2 separate regions of the Anser cygnoides genome follow, and region 2 is linked to region 1. The links are chromatin contacts, called in public Hi-C maps. All regions are on one chromosome and are shown on one strand. Each heading gives the region's core, a stretch centred on a gene start, on an enhancer-like site or on the middle of the called end of the contact. The rest is flanking DNA. Distances are from core to core; before and after follow the strand shown.

The links. Hi-C and Micro-C count contacts between places; a contact is called where the count stands out from the background.
Region 2: a Hi-C map of granulosa cells shows a contact between it and region 1, with 1.5 times the contacts expected there. The contact joins the enhancer-like site here to the promoter of ARMC3 in region 1. A contact is called at or near these places in 2 of 7 Hi-C or Micro-C datasets (granulosa cells and liver).

The regions. Positions count from the first base shown.
Region 1 is chr2:19,517,696-19,524,771 of Taihu_goose_T2T_genome, reverse strand. ARMC3 (armadillo repeat containing 3) reads left to right here and starts at 3,385. Exons shown (of 21, transcript XM_048061631.2): 1 at 3,385-3,567. LOC106030318 (a long non-coding RNA gene) reads right to left here and starts at 1,257. Exons shown (of 4, transcript XR_001203680.3): 1 at 566-1,257.
Region 2 is chr2:19,662,804-19,669,879 of Taihu_goose_T2T_genome, reverse strand. It overlaps PIP4K2A (phosphatidylinositol-5-phosphate 4-kinase type 2 alpha), which reads right to left. Exons shown (of 9, transcript XM_066991615.1): 6 at 2,047-2,160. Among named protein-coding and RNA genes, the nearest start is that of PIP4K2A, 99 kb to the right of the region's middle. Within about 2 kb of position 3,934, at least 1 of the 3 cell types and tissues checked has open chromatin away from gene starts, as enhancers often do.

The DNA.
Region 1 (7,076 bases), core at 2,136-4,635:
TATTAGGTATTTAGTTTCTAGAAAACTCTTTAATTTCATAATCTCCTATCAAATGCAATTTGTATTATCCTCTTTTGTGTATATTTTTTAGTGCTAGAACAAATTATATTTCAATAAAACATTTCTGTCATTTGTGAATATCGGTCAAAGTTGTGAATTCTCATGACATTTTGTAACAGTTCTCATTAGTTGTCTTCCTTTGCTTCCTTATTAGTATGTTGTTACTAAATGACACTGTCGGAATATTTTCACAACATTAAATTAAAAAATGTTTTCCTTGATATATTTGCAGAATTGTGACAAAACATAATAAAAATACTGCAATTATATGGCTGTCATGCAGTGCTTGATTGCCTCTACCCATGGTAAACACAGATAGAAATAAAGACAGAAAAGATAACCTCTGCAAAATTCATTTCCATGGCACGACAATACCACATTTATTTAGACTGTGGAGTAGGTAAAGTGCCCGCAATGTGTTCATAGTCTTTAACTTCCAGTCACACAACTGAATAGAAATCAACACTGGACTAAGGAACACAGAAGGGATATGCTCAAATCTTACCTGGCGTGGAGTCAAAATGCCACAAGATCACACACCTGGAGGTTCTTCAGGGTCCTGGAGGTTAGACCCATAAACATGGCATGAATAACAGAGCTGAGGAGAAAAAAAGCATGCTCGTCTTTCTCCAGGTCATCTGTTGTTGTTCTTGCTGTTGTCTGTACGCCTTTCTACTTCACAATAATGATGCATGCTCTTCATAGAGTTTGTGAGACCGTGCTGACTGTTTCCGATCTGCATGAAGCACTTTAATCTTCAGGTAACTAAACCCTTCGTTCCAGGACTGTCTTGAAACACACTGTGATCGTGCACCTGATTACCACATCCCTCTTTCACCTGGATTCTGCATCGTCAAAAGTTTATGGGACAGTTTATATGGAAATAAAGAAAAGATGTAACTAAGTGGAGATTGGCTAGAATTATGTTTGAAATAGCCATAAGAACAATCACCACTGAAGATATGTAAAAGAAAAGCTATTGTCATGGAGACCATTGAGTTTCTGGTCAGTTTATCCCAGCCAGCAACTATGCATCCACCAGCTACTTGCTCACTATTCACACCCAGTGGGATGGGAGAAAGAATTGGAAAAGTAAAAGCGAGAAAACAAAATGTGGGTCAAGATAAAGATAGCGCAATAAGTGAAGGACGAAAAAGGGAAAATAAGTGATGTAAAGACACCATCTCTGACAAGCAGACCGACACCCGGCCAGTTTCCAGGCAAAGGCTACTTTGGTGAGACTACCCCCCAGTTTTTATTGCTGAGCCTGACCTAATTCAGTATAGAAAAACCCCTTGCTCAGTTGGGGTCAGCTGTCCCAGCCCAGCCTCTTGCCCACCCCCAGCCTCCTCACTGTGGGGGCAGTGTGAGAAAGAGAAGGCCTTGATGCTGTGCAAGCACTGCACAGCAACAGCTGAAACACGGGGGTGTTATCAGCAGTGTTTTAGCCACAGATCTACAACACAGCAACGTACTAGCGGCCGTGAAGAAAGCTAGCTCCGTCTCAGCCAGACCCAGCGCAGGGTTTAAACCAAAATCTTTGCCTTCAGTAGTTACATTCATCTCTCCTTACATTTGTCATCTGCAGTGCCTGTTTCGAAAAATAAAGACCCACAAGAAGTTTGTGAAGCAGGTGACTTGCCTCTCTCTATCAAGCAGCTACATTTTTTTTCCCCTTCTTTCCCTGTCTTTAATATCCATTGTAACTATAAAAGATCAGCAAGACGTCATGGAGAGTCAGTCAGTCTGAGACTGGCCTTAGAACTTCAGTGTGATTTCTCCAGTTAGATACGGATCAGTATAAATGGCTCTGACTTGTTATCGCAGCTGTTTCTAGTGAAGGTGATCGTAAATCCATATACATTTTCTACGGGAGTGGTGATGGTAAAAGTGGAATGAGACACCATCACGTATGGGGCTTGTTTACAACTAAAAATGACCCACCTGCTACAACTGTAATCACATTTATCACAGAATAAACCAACAAGGACTGGACCTATTTGTGCTACAATCTCTACAGATTGATATGGCTTATAAAAATAGAACTGAATTTATACTTGCAGTGCAATGTAATAAAAAATCTGGGGAGAAAGCAATGAGATTTGTGATAAAAGAGAGATCACAGGAGAGAGTTAATAGTAGCTGTAATGTCTTTACCTATTATTACCTGACTTTGAGGTCCAAAAATGATTATATTTGCCTGTTCCCATTTGCTTCTGCAGTTACTGATGGCAATTAAACTGCAATTTGAAGTTAGAAAATGTTATTCGATTTCAGAATTTGGCTTAGTATTCACTCCAAAACAGCCTTAGCTGGCAAAAGAGAATACGACAATGAATTCTTGTTCTGAAAATAGCACAACTATCTGGCATGGCTTTCTCCATCATCAGCCCAAAGCTGATAATAGAAAGGAGATAACTCTTCTGGTCCTCTACCAAAGCTCTCTGATGATGTCTTAACTGCGGGGCCACAACACATGATGCTCTAACAGAGATTTGCCTGTGCCTTGCTCTGCGTTGCATAACTGTTTTATCTGCTTGCTCCCAAGAATCGGCGGCTTCTTCTTTTCCCACAAATGCTCTGCTGACATTGAAACAAGAATAACATGAGCCAAAAAAGAAAGGAAGGAAGGAAGAAAGAAAGAATATGATGGAAGGATGCACAGGGCAACTTTGATTTTTTAAACACATGGTATATATTTATTAATTCTCATACATATCCAGTATTACTTGCGTGAGGAACTGGCATTTTTCTTTCATTTAGGTAAGTTATAGATTTAGTTTTTCATCAGTACCCCAGCCCACCTGTATTAAAGACTTAGTCCTCCCCTAAAAGGATTGCCACTTGCACTCCTGAGTGGGGATAAATTGCAAAGCGTATTCAAGCGTGTACCATTATTTGCCATTTTCCCCTCTCCCACGGCTGCTTACAGTAAAACCTAGGGCAAGGAGCAGGATCTCAGCTTCCCCTCCCGCTGTCCCTGTCCCACTTCCCTCTGCCCTGTACCCTCAGCTCCCCCCTCCAAATCCCTCCCTGAACTCCTGCCCCGCCACACTGCGGCCAAAAACAAGCAAAAAGCCGCGTTTCCAACAGGCGGGGCGCGGCCTGGCGGGGAGAAGGGGACAGCACAGCGCCCTGTAGTGACACGGGGAGGGCTCCAGGCGGCGGCAGGGCCCCGGGGAGCCCGCTTGGACCCGCCGCCGGGCGGCTGAGGGAGCTGAGGGAAGGCGCAGGGGCCGCCATCCCGGGCTCCCCTCAGCGGGGCCCGACCGCGGGCGCCACCTTCCCGCCCGCCGCCCCGCGCATGCGCCGCAGCCGCCACCTAGCAACAGGGAAACAGCGGCGCCATCGCCCCCGGGCGGGTCGGGGAGCGGGGCCGGGGGGCTGAGGGGAGAGCCGGTGGTGGGGGAATAACGCCCAGTTTGCGTTTTATTTCTTAAAGTTTCCTTCAGCCGCAGCCAGCCCAGCGAGCGCCTTACTGCCTGCGCGGTAGCAGCGTCTACACCAGTAAGGAAAGCGGTGCAGTCTCAAGGTTATAATAAAGCTGTGAGATTTGTCTGCAGAGTTTATGTGGAATAGTAACGTGAGAGGTACGAGACCTAAAGCTGTGTAGATAATAGACGAGAGGGGAAAAAATGAGAGAGAGGATAAAGCCTTAAATACAGAAGTTTTACCCTAAATACCACTAACAGGTGGTTGGGCTGCGAGGGAGCAAATCTCACCGAATTTTTGATGTTTCAAAGGTTGGGGACGTCTGCAGGCAGGGTTTTCAACACAAAATATGGATTTGCTGGCAGAGGAGCATCATCTGCAGAGCAGAACTATTCTTTTGTAGTCTTATTACAAACCTGAATTGGTCATCTATATAACATACTCCAATACTGTATTCTCTTAACCATTTTTAGGATTTTCATCATTGTTGCCATTTTCTGATTATCTGATGTGCTGCCACAATGAATACTAAAATGGGCTTCAATGACCTTTAGTTCCTATTTCTGTCTGCAAACCTGCTATCTGTACTTCTACACCGTAACTTTTTTTTTTTAATTGTGAACATATTAAAGGCTAATAAATGAGGAGTTAAATAATAGGTCTACCCTTGTAACCATAACAATCATGAATGTGATAGTGACACACTTGAGGTGTTTCCAATAGTATAAATATTTAGTGTAAGTAATATATTTTGACATGTGCCGGTAAAGGAGTAATTGACAAAGTAATTGACAAAAGCTCAAACACAATACGAATACAATAAACTGGTCATGAATAAATGGACGCTGAAAATTAAAAAAAGGTCTCTGGTTGTCAGAGCAATCAGCTCATGCAACAGCTTTTCAGTGAGAGGAGTGGAAACAGAATACCTACTGTTTTGTGTTTTTTTTTTAAGGTAGAGCATTAGAGTTATCTGGTGGGATTAATGGGACGTGGTGCATGTGACAGGCAGGAATGAATCTGATCATTCAGAACGTCACGTTCAGCCCCATGTCCTTACAAAGCTGGCAGATGGAAGCATTCATTTTGAGACACGTACATTGGCATAACTGCTTAAAAACTTCAGTACGTCTTTAATTTTTACTTGTCTTTAAAATGTGCTTCTTCCTAAGGCAGACCAGCTTTGAATTCTATATGAGAAATGTCCTGCTATTATTCTTCAGGAAAAGGTTGCAAAACTTCTCTCTCTCTCTCTCTCTCTGTTTTTTTTAGATTAAGCCAATTTTTCTTAGACTCTTTCTCATGGGAGGTGGGTTTTCACTGTGTCTCAGTGAGACATTTAAAATCACACACATAATTTCTAAAAATCGTCTTCATTTGGATTGTCACAGCCTGGATTCTCCAAGGATAGATCCTAGGTTTGATGTTATTTAATATATTCATTATAATTTGGAAATGAACAATAACATAGAGAAATCAGAATTTTCTACTGAGATGAAATAGTTTGTATTAATTAAGACTAAAGAAGATTGTTAGAAACATCTGAGAGCTATCCTGATTCTGCTATCATGGTGTATCTGGTAAGACCGTGATAAATAAAATTAATTGGTGGTGAATGGAATATAGTTTACGCTCCCGGGAATATTTGGAACACTGTACTCTTCAGTAGTGAACCTGAGTTAACTGTAACCTACTGGGGAAATGACCTGTTTACCATATGTGGATGGCTTAGTGAAAATCTTCGCTGAAGAAATTGGCTAAAAATTAATCCTCCAAAAGATGTAATGTCACTGTAATAAATCAGTAGTGCTCTAGAACTGATTATGGTATTCAGGGTTAGGTTATTCATATCTGAGAAAGATTTAACAGTCACAGAGGGGCTCTGAGACAAGAAACATATATGTCTGGAAAAGCTATATGGAAAAAATAATTAAGACCATTTAGAAAGGTGATAAATCAGAATGTACAGGAAATTATTAAAGAAAGTAGAAAGGATCAAGTCAGGGTATCTTTTAACTAAATTTGTAGTACAAGAACAAGGGAATGTTGTATTGAATTGAATAAACTGTTTACATATTTTTTAAATCTAAGGATTAGTTGCTTGTAAAGTACACTTGACAATTGGACCTGTGCCATAACGTGTCATAGAATGAAGAGTAAAGGGATTAAGCATTTATGTGGACAGTAAAAATAGCTACTATTGTGAGAAAGAACATAAAAACTTCAAGAGATCTAAACCTCTGTACTTCAGGGAAATAAAAAACCTGTAACAGATGGAGGAAAACTGACTTTTGGGATTGGTTTCATGCATTTATCAGAAGCATTTGTCTCTTATCACCGGAGGCAGGATACCAGTCTGCCATGGAAGACTGTTCTTATTCAGTGGAGGAGGGTTTTCTGAGCTGAGGCCTCTCAGTTGCTCTGTAGTTTGTAAAGAATGCTGTCGTGTTTGTTAATTCCTGTTCATTTTAGGAACGTTCATACACCTTCTTTCATACTGTACAAATTGGAAAGTAAAGTGTGTCTCTATAGCTTAGAATCTTAGTTTAAGGAGTGAGATGCTCCTTAGTTAGTGCACCTCTTACTAGGTGTGCCAAGAAGTTCAGCTTCAGAAAACAGTGAAGTGTGGTCCTTGGGCAGCATGAAAGAGGCGCTGCTACCAGAAACTATTGTATCAAAATTTTATTGCAAATTTTGCATATTTTTACAACATCTTTTCATGGAATCAAATAAATATCTGATAATCTTGGCTTATGTTCAAAATCTAAGCATCTACCTTTGGAATTTTGAAAGTAACACTCAGCTGAATGTTAATATGATACCAAAATGCGAATAAGAAGTACTATTACATCCTGAAAGTTCTGAGGTTTTAAATAAGTAATTGTATTATTCTTTAGCTCACCTAAAATCTCCCTTCTCTCCCTCCCCCCTTCTTTCTCTCAGCTATTTGGTCAACCTGATACCTAACTGCAAACTCATTTTGTGTTTAAGGGTATGCCTATGGAGTACTCCACGCTGCATCTCTCACGTTAATTGTTTTGTGATTCCTTTGCTCTGTGTATAGTTTAGAAACAGATCATTAAAAAAAAAAAAAAAGGAATCTATAAGTGAACTCTCAGAATGACCAGAGCGTATTTATTCTTTTTTTTTTTTTTTTTTTCTGGGGTCGATTGACTTTTTTCAGCTGAATCAAAATGAAAGATACTATCTTGTATCTACGAACAGATTCTAGTTAAGTTGGCCTAGTTAACATCTGTTGCATGGTAGCTAATTCTTCTCTTGATCCCAATCATTTCTTGCCTAATATACGTGTAGGCACAGATAAAACAGCAAGTGGATTCAAAGGTGTTGGCTTAATCGGTCTCATATGTAATGTATCTTCTGGAACCGAATATTAAATTTGACCTGGTATCTCTCTTTAACTCTTCTTCTCTGAAGCCAAGTTTCCCCAATGTATTGATGTTTGTAGACTTTATAGAAGAACAGAACGCTGGGTAGTTTGGATAAGGAGAAAGGGGAATCTTTTGGTCCATAATTAAGGAGTAGGAAGAAGTAGGAGTAGGACAGATGGAAGCCAGAAGAAG
Region 2 (7,076 bases), core at 2,685-5,184, 140 kb before region 1:
CTCCAGGCACATCATTAGGTACTTGATAAATATCAAGAGAGAGAGGAGAAAAATCTACCAATAACCATAAAAAATAGCATGAAAGAGAACAGACCCTTGGGAAGAAGAGTGAACTGCAAATTAGAAGAAAATGGGTCTTCGGGAAAAAAAAAAGTGTGCTGCTGATGACAGCAAAAAGATTTAGGAAGATCAGCACAAAGAAAAGATCATCTGATTTAAAGTGGAAAAAATACCCTGATGTGCTTTTTCTCAGGACAGTTTCAGTGGAATGAGACAGCAGGAAAATGAAGCAGGAACAAACTGAGAAAAGTCACGGACAAGAAGCCATCAAAACAGCAGCAATGTGCCTGTTTGAACACAAGAAAGAGATGTAAGAATCGATTATGAGAGAAATACAGTACAACAAAAATATTTAATGACAAAAAAGAATGGATACAAAGTCATATACTTAAAAAAACTACTCCATAGTATGTTTAACAGGAAATAGTGGTCCATGAGATACTCATATGCTAAGTGTTGTGCATTTTTTTTTCATTGTGGTAAAATCTGAGTGCCTAATATTAGGTACAAAGTGCATGCTATTAGTCGTCTAGCAAGGGCAGAAGGACCAGTAAAAGCAAAACAAGGCTGAGGAATAGGTTGCTGTTGTTAAAATCAGGTGTCAGATCACTTCACACTAGTGGTGCACATTATGTTTAACTATACTCTGTATAAATTTCAAAACCATAAAACACAGCCTCTCAAGACATTATCTGGAATCTGCCATTGTATTTACAATCCAGTAAATGATGTAGAAGATAGCACACACAGTCCACATTCTGCAACAATGAAGTATCTTCTCTATTCCTTGCACATGTTTAAGATCTTGTCTGCAACCTGCTTAATGTAAAAGCTTTAGTCAGCAACTGCAGTACGTTAAAAGGGCACAAAAGTTTAGCTCAAATATACCTATCTCTAGAGCTGTGACATTGACAGCAGTTTTCTAGCGCAATGCTCCAAATATAAAATAAGCACGTATCGATATTTCACAAAATACTTACGTTTTCATAATTATCATCATCATACATTTCTCATCATTATGATAATGGGAAATCAGATTTCTTCAAAAGCAAATGATTGTGAATTCTAAAGTTCCAGTATTGTGTTCAACTATTGAGCTTTTAACAACACTCAGACACAGATCTGAAGAACTACACCAGTCAATTCACAGAGCCGTTCTGATAAAAACAGCTGAAAGCATTATTAAGTCACAGAAACATCTTACTATCAGGTCTCTTCCAACAAGGCAAACAGATCTTAGGCTTTGAGTATAGGGACTGCAAAACACTGTGCTTAGTGATAATATTTTGACTTATGGAAACTGAAGCCAAGTTATATGAAGTAGACAACCCAAAATTTAGTTTACTTGCTGAGTAGCTAAATCAGTTATAATAAATATTACATTAAATTCATATAGTAACACTTTTCTATTAACTACTGACTACATTCAGCCAATTACAAATTTATGATATGACTGCACTATGATAATGAGTCCACCTGCTGTACACAAACTTCTGAGGCACTCTGTTCTGGTGATATAAAAGAAGATTTAAAACTGGATTACTAATATAAAGCAAATAGAGCATCACAACTGTAAGCAGGGGAAGCTACATTCTCTGCTACAGACTACAGTCCATTTATGGATCCAGCTTAAGTCAGGTAGTCTTGGTGTACCTCCACCTGTAAAATACAACCAGCAATACTCACCAGGGGCATTTGGAGGTACTATGCTTTTAAAGCACTTATGTACCAAGTAGTACCATCAGTTTAACATCGCATCATCAAGGCAGGGACAAAGTATGGCCATCAGCTATGCCATCAAGCCATTTATCACATCAGCAAAAGCAGTGATCAACTCCTGAAAGTTTAAATTATGTTTCATTTTAAACAGTCAGTGCTTATAGTCTTGCAAACAAGAGCTTTCATTTATGAATTACAGGTATGGTTTCCTGGGCTAGCTGTAATTTGGCACGTATTTTTACTACATATGAACAGGTGTACTCTTACCTCAACGTCCTTTTTGAGCTTCTCAAGGAACATCTTTTTGTTATTTTCATCAATGTGAATCTTTTGGCCATCATTAATAAAATCATTGTCTTTGAATGTCGGCAACTCTTTGGCCTAAAATAAACAAAAACTACTGTAAGAGTCAGAATGCAAACAGAAGCACATTGAAGTTGCTGGTTCAGCATGGGTACAGAGCAAAAGCTTCCCCAACCCCACCAGAGCTAAACCTTCAAGCCTTCCAAAGTTCAAAAGGCTCTCCAAGGCCCAAAAGAGGGCATTAGCGAGCTGTCACAGCTGAAGGCCCCACCACTGCTTCTGCAGTTGAAGCAAACACACCTCCACTGCATGCAGCTGTTCATAACTGCAAACAGAAACCCGTTTCCTTGGTTTATCAATGCCGTGAATAGCCTAGAAGGTGTATGTTTACTGGGAATGATGTAAATTTTAGTGAGACAAAATATCAAACTCAGCACTTCATTTGCATCTAACCTTCAAGTCCATGCTTCTTCCAAGATGTCATTTGTCAAAGTGACTGACAATAAGTGAAGTCGAAACACAATCTGTACCTCATAACAAAGCACTTCTGCACCAGATCTTATAGATTTAGCTGGATTGGATTACATTTTATGTAGCCACCTCAACGTTTGTAAGTGCCTAATACCAAATAACTGTTTATAAAGTATCAAGTGAACATGAATTATGTAATGCTGCTTAGAAGTGGTGAATGTCAGAGAAGATCGCTGCCTTTTAAATATGTAATTAAATATTCTTGTGATGGGAGCATTAGTTGAATATCTTCATCTTTAACTCTCCCACGAAGCGATTTGCAACAGCATTAAGGAAAGCCAGAAACTCTCACATGAGCACTGCAGATACAGTAACCACTGGTTTTAGCACTAAGACCCTCAAGTGGGCTCTGTTTTCAGAGGGCAATGACTGAAAGCTCACTTTCAAGAAACAGCAAACCAACATAACAAGGAAAAACCCAGTTTCTCTGGGGTATTTGGTCAAGCAACCCAGAAGTAATAGTAACTTCTGCAATCAGAGCCTTGAAAAAATTTGCCCATTAAGACTGATGAACAGCCTTTCTCCCTGCCCTCACCTTTAATAAACATTAGAGAAGAAAAGGGTTGGTTTACGCAGTAAATGTTGCAGAACACCTCAGTGTTAGTCTTCATATGCAAGTCTTTCCACTAGGAATGGAAAGCAGCTAGCAGCAGCCTGCTGGAATGGCCTCCAGGAGTTTAATCAGTAAGACACTGCTTGCAAATTTAACATGGACAATAATTTTTCTTTATAAGTTTATTTTCTTTCTACAACACAGTAAGGAAAAGCATCACCAAGGTACTTTTCTCCCAAACATATGTCTTGGATTGCACTGCCTTAAAATGTGAGTATCAGAGCAGACCCTGCAATGCCTTTCTGCATCTTCCCAATGGGTAAAAGTTCCTTCTGCTGTTGGGCTGTGCACACAGGTGGCTCAGTTCCCTGACTGTCCGAAATTATTTTCTTGGACCTGGAATTCATGAATTGCTGAAGATCCCACCATACTCCATTTGTTTAGAGAAGTGACGCTTCTCTTTCAATAACTGCCCCAAACATTTAAACAGTTGCATAAGATTTTAGTAGTTATGAATCCACGTTAAATCCATTGCACCTACGAACTTTGCAAAAAACTAAGGTCCGTGCCTCACTGCTCTGACTCGTTACCGCGTCGCGTCAGGAATTTTATGATGTATTAGAATACCCTCTAGTGTTGCTCCAGAGACTCCGTCTATTTTAGCTGAAAAATAAGAGGAAAACCCCGCCTCAGGCAGCTGAGATGGAAGCACAGCCGTGCGTCCAGCCCACACGGCTTCCCTGCACGAGTCGCTCTGAAGCGCGCGGCTGCTTTGCTCGCAGGCACCGTTAGGTGCTCCTTAAAGCAAACAGCGGATTGTTTACTGCTCTACGACAGCACGGTGGGCATCGATTTTCCTTCTGGCCTACACAGTAAGTGGTTTAGGACGAAGAAGAGTGGAGGAAATATCAGATAAGCATTCTGGACTGGCAGCTGCAGGGATTATCATACGCGACTGAGCAAACTGCCCCACAGACGAGGGCTAACTCCGCAGAGGCGGGGCTGAGGATCCAGGGATGCTGCCAAGGCCAGGGGATGGAATCCAACGCGTGGGATGCTTAAGAATGGAGAGGAGATTTGGATGAATTAATTTAGGCTGGAACAATAATGAAAAGAATGCAGGAAACCAAGCGCCCTTCCCTTTTAGCACCAAAATCACTGAAACGTCCTTATCTTAGATTATCTTTGCACCTAGTATATCCCACTAGGCAGAGGTTAAAGTGAAACAAGCCCATCGATTCTGAAAAAAACCCTATTAATGCTGTTTAAAACTGGGGGAGGCAAGGAGGAAGGATGTGCCTGTGGTTAAGACACTGACATGTAGGTTCAGCGCCAGGCCCTGCCGCAGACTTCCTGCACAACGCCGGAGCAGCTGATGAGACCCTGCTGGGGTGGGAGGGGAGGCGTGCTTTTCCTCTGAGGGCAGGCCTGCCTTCAGTAAAAATAAACCTAAATTGCAAACAGCGTTTTGGGAAGATATTATGATCCAGTAGCGCAGGTACCACACGCCACCCTCACCTTGCCAGTAAGCTATTTTTAATAAAACTGAGCTACCAAATCTGACACAGCTGCATCTTTTGCCTGTCATCACAAGGCATGGGGCGCTCCCAAGGACGTTCAGGGCAGTGAATCAGCTCTCCCAAAAGCTGGACTCTTACCAGCCTTGTAGCCTCCCCCATCCTCAGTAATCGCCCTGAGGATTTTTATCTGAGGTCATGTTTCTTCACCTTCATTCTTCAAATGCCCAGAGCAGTGAAGACTTGGCAAATACGGACCAGAAGAAATCAAAAAGCCAAAACTGACGCATGGAAACAAAAGGGAGGAAGTAAAAGCAGCAGGTACAACATAAGAAACAGGAGCTAAAAAGCTATGTGTCGGTGGATGCTCTCTCACCACGTCACTTGTATGATGCCTCCCAGCCTGGTCTATTCCTTTACTAGACAAAGATATTTTTTTTCTTTTTCTTTTTTTCCTGTGCTAGGCAATATAACTCCACATTTACTTAAACCTTAATAGCCCTAGGGTACCGTTGCAATACCAAATAGTACTCCTGACAGCCAGCACAAGTAGCAATTCTAGTAGCACTTATGCTGAAATTAATGGCTTAAAGTTAATTTGTGAATTTAGGAATTAACGCCCATGAAATATGCAACCAGGAGGGGCTCTAGTATTTATTTAAAATTCTTAATGTATGTATTCTTACTGAAAAATTCAAACACGGACATTTTCCTCTTATGCACTTGAATAAATACAAAGAAAACCACATTGTGGCAGTTTGAAACACTATCTGAACGAAAAAACTGAGACTTTGCTTTAATGAAATAATTGATATGATCAATTTTTAATGAAGTCTCAAATATTTCCAATGAAGCAAAATCCTTGTTGGAAAAAGATTCTCCTAGAATGTAATTCATTATAATGAACATATTACTATCATTAAAGAACTAAATATTTTAAGAGCTGCACAGGAGATGAACATCTAACTACTTCCACTAAATTAATAATAGATTTTCTTTCTGAACCACCTCCATCATTTTTAATCCCCTACTTAAAGATGCAAGGAAGGCATACATAGACAAACATAGATTTTACAAATACGAAGTATTTATTTACTAAAAAAGCACGCTACCAACACACTTCAGGTTTGCATTCTAAAGTTTGCCATGGTCACAGACAGTTTTAATGACAGGAAAGTTTTACTGTCTTTCAAAAGGCTGAAAAGCAATAAAGGTTTATTTGACTAAGAAGACAGAATATGTAAAGCCAGATACAAAAACTAAAATTACTGTGAAACAGTCCACTGACTTAATGTTTTTGTAAAAAAAAATATTGAAAGGTAAGAACCAGAGGTAAGGTTTAATTTCAGTGTGAACAAGGATCTAGTTTTTGCAGATTTCTTATAGGTCTCAATTCAGCATATTAAATATTAATATCCCAATATTAAAATGAAGATTTTTTTTTCCAAAGGGATTTTTGTACATCATGACCTCGAATAATGATCCTGGCTAGTATTAATGCTGGTATTTTGGAAGAAGTTTGCTAAAATAGCTGTGGGACAGCTAAGTTTGAGAGTCTTTGACTGGAGAAGAAGAAAAGACTAACTTCACAACCTGGCAGCAATTCCTCACCTAGCAAAAGCAAAGATTAGATTACAGGAGAAATGTTGCATGGCAATCCTTTTTGTTTGGAACTAGTCGCCAGCTAAGCTATTCACACAGGTAATAACTGACAAAATTGGGCTGATAGTTTATAACTTTTGGAAGTGGTATAGAACATCTGCCAGGAGCGATGTTCCACACCCTAGGCTTCCTTTCACAGTGAATGGCTCCCACGCACTTAAAAAAAATATTTTATATTTAGTAAGTTAGATTAACTTTAAATTTACCGTGCTTACCAGCATACACAGCATTTTAAAAAGGATATTATGCTACATATAGTTTGCAACAATTTGGCACAGGTAGTTTTGAACTGAGACAAAAGTCTGAGGTCACCAGATCCGCAAGAAGAATAACTAGAGCCTCCTATGGAAGTCTGCAGCATTTGGCGTCACAGGATTGCAAATGGCAAAGGAAATAGAGATGTAACCCCAAAAATGGGATTTGAGAGGGAACACTGGAATAGTTTTAAAAGCTACCAGAGAGGTTTTTGTAGGACAAAAGATTGTGCAATAAGTTGGATTAGGAATTCAAGCATGTACCAGAATAGTAGCTATACAGCTTTTAAATGCTCAGGAAAATGCATGCACAATTATCCCTAAAGTTAATGTTTTCCTACTGCAAAACAAACATGCAACATATAATGCAAGACAAATCTGTTGTTTTTATTTTATTTTATTTTTTTAAATATATGGAAAACAGACTTTTAAAAAAATAAACAAACAAAACCCCAAAACCAACCTAACAAAGGGAAA